2 separate regions of the Anser cygnoides genome follow, and region 2 is linked to region 1. The links are chromatin contacts, called in public Hi-C maps. All regions are on one chromosome and are shown on one strand. The core of a region is the stretch at or near the end of the contact, and the rest is flanking DNA. Distances in the headings are between cores, read along the strand shown.

Evidence for each region. Hi-C and Micro-C count contacts between places; a contact is called where the count stands out from the background.
Region 2: a Hi-C map of fetal liver shows a contact between it and region 1, with 1.6 times the contacts expected there. The contact joins the enhancer-like site here to the promoter of FOXJ2 in region 1. A contact is called at or near these places in 2 of 7 Hi-C or Micro-C datasets (blood and fetal liver).

What each region holds. Positions count from the first base shown.
Region 1 is chr1:104,398,949-104,402,431 of Taihu_goose_T2T_genome, forward strand. FOXJ2 (forkhead box J2) reads right to left here and starts at 1,814. Exons shown (of 11, transcript XM_013199879.3): 1 at 270-1,814.
Region 2 is chr1:104,441,325-104,444,542 of Taihu_goose_T2T_genome, forward strand. It overlaps LOC106048089 (solute carrier family 2, facilitated glucose transporter member 3), which reads left to right. Exons shown (of 10, transcript XM_013199881.3): 10 at 1-2,390. Among named protein-coding and RNA genes, the nearest start is that of FOXJ2, 42 kb to the left of the region's middle. Within about 2 kb of position 1,262, at least 1 of the 3 cell types and tissues checked has open chromatin away from gene starts, as enhancers often do. A contact at or near this core is called in fetal liver, where this site is marked.

The DNA of each region.
Region 1 (3,483 bases), core at 564-3,063:
TCTTACAATTAATTAGAGTTAAGGTCTCCAATAAACTAAATAGCGAGAAAATAAATCAGATCAATTACACACAGTGTACAAGACCGCTAAATGACAGAGACGGAGAAAGACTGCCATAAGGAGGTTTGGAAAAGGTTCAGAAACAAAAGGAGAGAAAAAAGATTAAAAGGAAAGTAGATACGGTGAGAGAAGAGACGTGGAAAACAAAGATAGAAGGCAAAAGAGAAGGACAGATAGGAATAGGGAGGTGATATAATGCGGTCACTCACTCTGACTGGAAGATTCTTCTGGAGGGAGGTGGGTTATCTTCAGTGCTGGTTTCTGGGGTGCTGCTCTTCACACTTCTCTGAGACCCATCCTCAGAATGTTGCTGTCAGTTATTCCAAGTGCTTCTTCAAGAAATATTTCGAGGGCGTGGGGATTGCAGATTAAATCAGAATCTTGAGTATTATAACAATCTGCCTGGGACTGTCACCCCCCTAAAACTGCTGGTTTTATCCCTGGATGGAGATCCTCTCTCCCTTTTGGCAGCTAAAACCTAAAGGGGTGTTCCCCTGGGAGACAGCCTTTTCTTCTCCTTGCCGTCTGTCAGATTGGGAAAATTTATCTCAAATAATCTCCCTACCTGGAAGTCTCTTCTCTTTCCTGTAGGTGCACCTTGTCCTTAGGGGTGGCGGGACCACTTTCTGTGAAATAATTCTTGCTAATTCTGCGGATATTATCAGGGATATCTGTCTCTTTCCCTGCAGTTGGGAGGTGTGTCGTCTCTCCTTGCAGAGAATACTTGGAGAAAACCCTCTTGGGGTTAGGGAATGAGGGATCTTCCTTGGGAGGAAGGAGGATCAGGTCAGTATTGCAAATTGCCTTTATCTCCAGTGGCTAACAGCAACTGGAAAAGGGAAGAAGAGTATCTAAATTTGCCTGTGCTTTCTCTGCCGTCTACCAAGCAGATATAAATAATTAAAACTACTAGATAAGCATCGGGGGCTTCTGCTTATTTCTGTTTTGGGAACTGCCTCCCTTGGGCACACGGGGTTTCTTCTGTGGAGGCTCCCTGCTCTGGGAAAGAGCCGGTTAGGGGCCGTCTCCCCTGCTCGGGGGAGGAATTTCCTCACCCGGGAGATACGCAGCAGGGGGTGAGGAGGCGCTAAGGGTTATTCCTGCGACCCTCAGAAGCCGGGGGGCTGAGGACGCCTCTCCCCTAAATAAGCATGGAAGTCGCTCCAGGAGGCTCTTTCCCACCGCCTCTCGACAGCTTTCTGGGGCTCGATGCCGGGCCCTCTGCCCGCCCCCGGCTGGTTAGCGGGCCCGGGGGCGAGCGCGAAGCCCCCCGCGGGCGGCCGGCGGGGTCGGAAGGGCTCTGCGGGCGGTGGGTCCGCCCTCGGCCGGCGGGCGAGGCGGGAGGGGGGGGGGGGGGGGGCGAGGGCCTGCCGGGGTGCCCCCCGCCGGCGCGGGGCTCCCTAGCGGGCTGCCTCCCTCCCGGCGGCGGGGCGGCTCTCCGTGCCCCCGGCAGGCCGCGGGGGTCCCCCCACCCCAGCCGTCCGGAGCTCCGTGCCCCGGCTTCCCCCCCCAGGCCCCAGCTCCTCTCGCCCGGGCCCGGCTACCGCGGGAGGCCGCGGCGGGCCGCGGGGCTGAGCGGCCGCCTCCTCCGCCGCCGTCTGCCGGGCCTCGGCTGTCGCTCCCGGGGGCTCCCCGGGCTCCGGTGCCGGGGCGGGGAGGGGGTGGGGGTGAGGGGGGGGGCCGGCCGGGCGGCGCTGAGTCCCTCCAGGCCCCACCGCTCCCGCGACTGCTGCTCCTGGCTGCGGCTCCGCTGCAGGCCCCGGCTCCTCCCCGGCCGCCGCTCCGCCTCCTCCGGCTCCCCCCGGCCGCGGCCGCCCCCGCCTCCGCGGGTTAAGGAGGCGCCGGCGGGCGGGGGGCGCGGGCCCACGCCCGGGGGGCGCAGCGGGGAGAGCGGCCGGGGAGGCCCGGGGGCGAGCCCGGCTGCAGGCGCACACCCACCCCCCCCCTCGTCCGCCTGGCACCGCTCCCAAATGGCCGCCAGCCCCTCTGCCTGCAGCCCCCTGCCCGGCACGGCACGGCACGGCACGGCACGGCAGGGCGCCCCTACCTGTCGTGTCAGCGCTGTGCCGTGCTCCGGCCCTCCCGCCCCCGGTTCAGGATCTCCGTCCCTGCTGATCTTCCTTCACGCCATGCGTTTGTCCGCAACCTATCGCAGCAACGTCGCCAGATCTTAACGAGGCCTTTCCTCCGTAGTCTTTACTGCTGTCCCCCCCTAACACGTTATAATCAGCCGAGTCGGTGCAGAGATCCCTGTGAGCTGCACACCGTGTTGTCTCACTTCCACCCAGTTGGCTGAAAATTGTGAGTCTCGTGCTGGTATGCTGCAAGGCTGGTTTTGGAGACACGGACCGTCCATGATGTCAGAACACGACAGGGGACTGCCCAGTGAAGTGACTTAGATAATAGATCAAATACTCCAAAACGTGCATGGGAGAAGGAAGAGCCAGTGTATGAGATCCCCCTGAGTGTGAGGCCAGTGCTGTAGGGTGACCGCTACTGCATGGAAATCTGAAATGCACAAACGTGTAATAGCCACAGGTTCCCTGCCAGTCATCTGGAGGGCTCCCTGTCTTTGACAATCTCTTCTTTCCACGGCGAGCTTCATATTTGCATCCCTCCAAGCAGTACCACTGCTACGGAACTTGGAGCTTAGGATGTGAAATACACTGGGGGGTGAAATACATTTATTTTCTGAGTAAATTTCTTATTTTTTTCTTCTGTGAACTGTAATATGAAAACTGTTCTGATGGCTCAGCCGCTGTTGTAAGACTTGCTACTTTTTCAGGGCTTAGTTTTTTCTTGTATCTACCAGAGACTCTTTGCATTCCTTCAACAGGTCAAAATCTGTGCCAAACTCCCATGCCTTCATTTCAGGAAGTACCAAGAATTAACACTTGATGTCCACTCTCTCAGGAAGTTTGTGCCCTCTTCTCCCAAACCAAACCTTTGTTCTGCTTCTATGCCAGCAGCTCTGGCGGGAGCGCTTTTCCCTGTGCTATTATCTACTCTTCTCTCTGCCAAGGATGATTCCCTGTCCCTTTACACACATTATTCTCTCATTACAGATCCCATTACAGTGTTCGCATTCATTACCAAGGGACAACATCCATGTCTTCGCCCTCACCTCTGCAGGCCACGACAGAGCTCTGCCCCATTCTCGTTGTTCCCCAATCTTGCTCCAGTTCTGGGTAAGCACCTCAGCTCCTACTCCCTTGGCTTTCTACCTCTCCTTAGGATTTCTCTTTGGGGTGCATGGTCTTTGTTCCTCCCTGCTATTCCCACACCAAGTCCTCCAGTCCCCCTCTTGTGAGGATTTGTGTCCGTGTTGTGCATAGGCTCATCACTCTGCTGAGAGACATGACAGGGGCATCATTATGCTGGGAGGAACCAGTAAGTGGTATCTGCACGTTGTTTGATTTACAG
Region 2 (3,218 bases), core at 12-2,511, 42 kb after region 1:
TGCACCCACATATTCCCCCCCCCCCCCCCCGGCTATTCTGCCAGGCTTACCAGCGTTAAGCAAATCTGATATCAAATCTCATTGTCAAAATACTGGAAGGTGCCTGGCACTCTAGCAAAAATCTCATCTTCTCTGCCACAAACATCAGGTGAATGGACAACAGCTGGCAGTATCTTTGCTTTTCTCACCTGTAACTGCTATTTGGGATTAACATACTTGTGCACGCAGTGACCATAATGTAACTTAAATACTATTTTTGTAGTGAGTTAAAGTTACCCACTAAACAAGTCCCCTGCCCTTTGAGTCTACTCTGTATGTGTGTGTGCAGTGTGCACTGGAATTTAACAAGCCTACCAAAAAGCCATCTCCTAGCTTTTTCCTATCCAGTGTGCACTTTTTCAGCCTCAGGAAAAAGGGGACCAAGTTACATGCATATTTTTTTCCTGTTCTTTTATTTTTTGTATAGACAGACTGGGAACATACTTTTACTTAAGTTTATTTATTTGTATGTCACTTTGTAAATATTTATTTTTTTAATGGTGTACAAAAGTGTACAGATAAAGAAATCGAAAATGTTTAAGACATAGCTATTCTAATGGAAGATGCTGTAGACTTGAGGTGCAATAAAACTGTAAAGGAGAAATACAGTACCAAACAGTAAGACAGGTGTTTTAGATGGTAGATCAGAGCCAATTTTGCACATCACCTTTAAAAGTTATTTCTGCCCTTTGGAAAGAATCAAATAATTGATCAGTACTGGTGAGAAGACGTAAATTTGTTTATCAACCAAAATCCCTGTGTCATTTGGGATATTTTGAGTGGTGATTTTAAAATTTGTTCTGAAGTGCTACTTGGAAAGTGTGGTATTGCAGCAAGGGGATGTTGTTAGTTTATACATCAGTTAAGCATTTAAGTTAAGCATTAGGGATGACTGTGGGTGGTAACTGCAAACCAGAAGGTGAGTTTTTTTTTTGCCTTGCCTTTTTGACTTCTCTGCTATATTCCAGTAGGCCAGGAAGTTTGAAAATTGCAGATTGTGAAACATCTTTGGAATATAGTTTTTAACCTCATACGACTTATGTGACAATTATAAATACGGAATGCACATAATGTAACTCTTGTAGACACAACTGGTCAGTTACAGCATGTGTAGGTTCATAGAGATGCAGGAGTAGATAGCAGAGCTACTGGAATATGTTAGCTTAGTCTGAAAGGTCTACAGTACTCAGTCCACTGGTTGGTTGTAGGCCAAATGTTTTTGCCCCTTGTGTCCTCTGGAAGATCTGCATGATGTTGCAATGCCCACCGTTGTCCAGTGTGTTGTGTAGATGTGTGCAACTGTCTAATATTGCCTGTTAGATGGGATATGGCAGACAAAAATGGTACATTGTAAGTAATGGTCTTCCCTTTGTCTCATTGCTAGGCAATCAAGTGTATGTATATACACAGTTATCAAGCTATAGTTGCAAGCTATCACAGCTCATTTTAGGAAGGCAAAAAGCAATGCATGCAGTATCTTCTGTTATCAAGGGTTGGGACCGTTGCTTCTCTGACTGCAGTGTTCTGAGTCTGGGCCTGCACAAGCTATCTAAAAACTAGCAAAGGGGTAGCTACAGTTTCAAGCTCCTGTTCTTAGACCTGCATTTTCTGTGGTCTCAATCAAATTGAAGTCTACCTGCAAACTCACACTAGAGTTCATCACTGGACATCCTATAAAAGAAGCAGACCCCCAGATTTCAAGGTGGGTAAGAGGAAGAAAAAAAGGCTCAAAGGCAGAAATGACAGCAAAATTGTGGTAGCATGGATAACCCAAACATTGACAACATTGTTTTAGAGCAGGTTAAAGTTCCCATCAAAGTATATTCTGGGAGTGCCTATGGCATTTTCTGAAACTAGTGATGAGATTTTTCACCTTCCCTTATGAGAAACAGTTGCAGAGATCAGTAAAATTTGCTGCTGTGAAATACTACCTGTGATGTTATTTAAAGTACTCCCACCTTTGCACAATGTTATCCTATTACATCCAATTTTCCCTTGCTTTCCATCAGCCTTCTCTATCAGGTATTTATTCTCAGAGGTATTATATGACTACCCTCACTTCCAACTTTCATATTTTGGCTCTGTTATACAGATTGTGCCCTTCCTTTAAGCCTCCAGCACTTGCAGAGATATTTCCATATGGACATCTGTGTTTTAGGAAATTCCCCCTACAGCTGTGCATAAGAGCATTCCCCACTTTGCATTAGAGATGTGTTGGCTTGGACCAAAATGTGTAGGTCTTCCTCACATGGTATCTCTTTGTTCTGTAATGGCATTGTGGATATTTTGGATGGTTTTTATAAGCTTATTGTGACTGTTTAATGTTTTTAAAATAAAAGTTACAATCTAAATACCTGTTCTGGGTTTTATCTGTACCCTCTAGTTCTGTTTCCTACTACTTTATCCTAGGCTGCATCCTGTAATGTTCTAAGTTTCTGCTTGGTAATCTCTGGCTAGCCCAGCATCTTGGACTTGCTCTTTTGTTCTAGTGGTAATGGCTGCTTCATGCTTACTACCTTAATGAATTCCCTTACTCCTTTTTCTTAGTAGTTAAGGATGTGTTTCTCTGATTCTTGTTAGCCCAAATCCCCTAAGCAGGGCCTTCAGTGGTAATTTGCCAGTTTTTCTCAATAACAAGTGGAGAGGAGAGTGGTTGGAGGTTAGAAATGCCTCCCTCCTTCTGGCAAGGGTCCTTTATGCCCCACTCTGGTTTTACCTGTGTAAACACTGTTTTAAGCACTGTTCCACAGTGGGTATGTGGAAGGAGCAGAGGGTGGCAAAGAATTAACCTCACTGCCTGGGGAGAGGCCACTTGTCAGAAACTGCTCCCTTGGCTCAGGGGCAGTGGCATTCTTGACAGTGGCAAGTCTGTGCTGATCTCCACAGCTCTTGCATGTGGAGTACTGAGCACCCCACCTATTCCCATGAGGCAATAAGTTCCGGTTGTAGTGCAATTCTTTCTCCACCATACAGCCTGAGGGGTCTGTATCTGTTCCACGGAACTATAAACTAAGAACAGTTCATCAAAATGTATGGAGATAAAATCCTTCAGATGAAGAGGATGGAGGAAAGTGAGGAAAAAGGAAAACGAAGACAACACAAGATGTGTTAGAGCTAGAATCGGACTAGTTCAACCTGTCCGATGACAAGAGTCAGAAGACAGGCTGCACAAAGTGTGC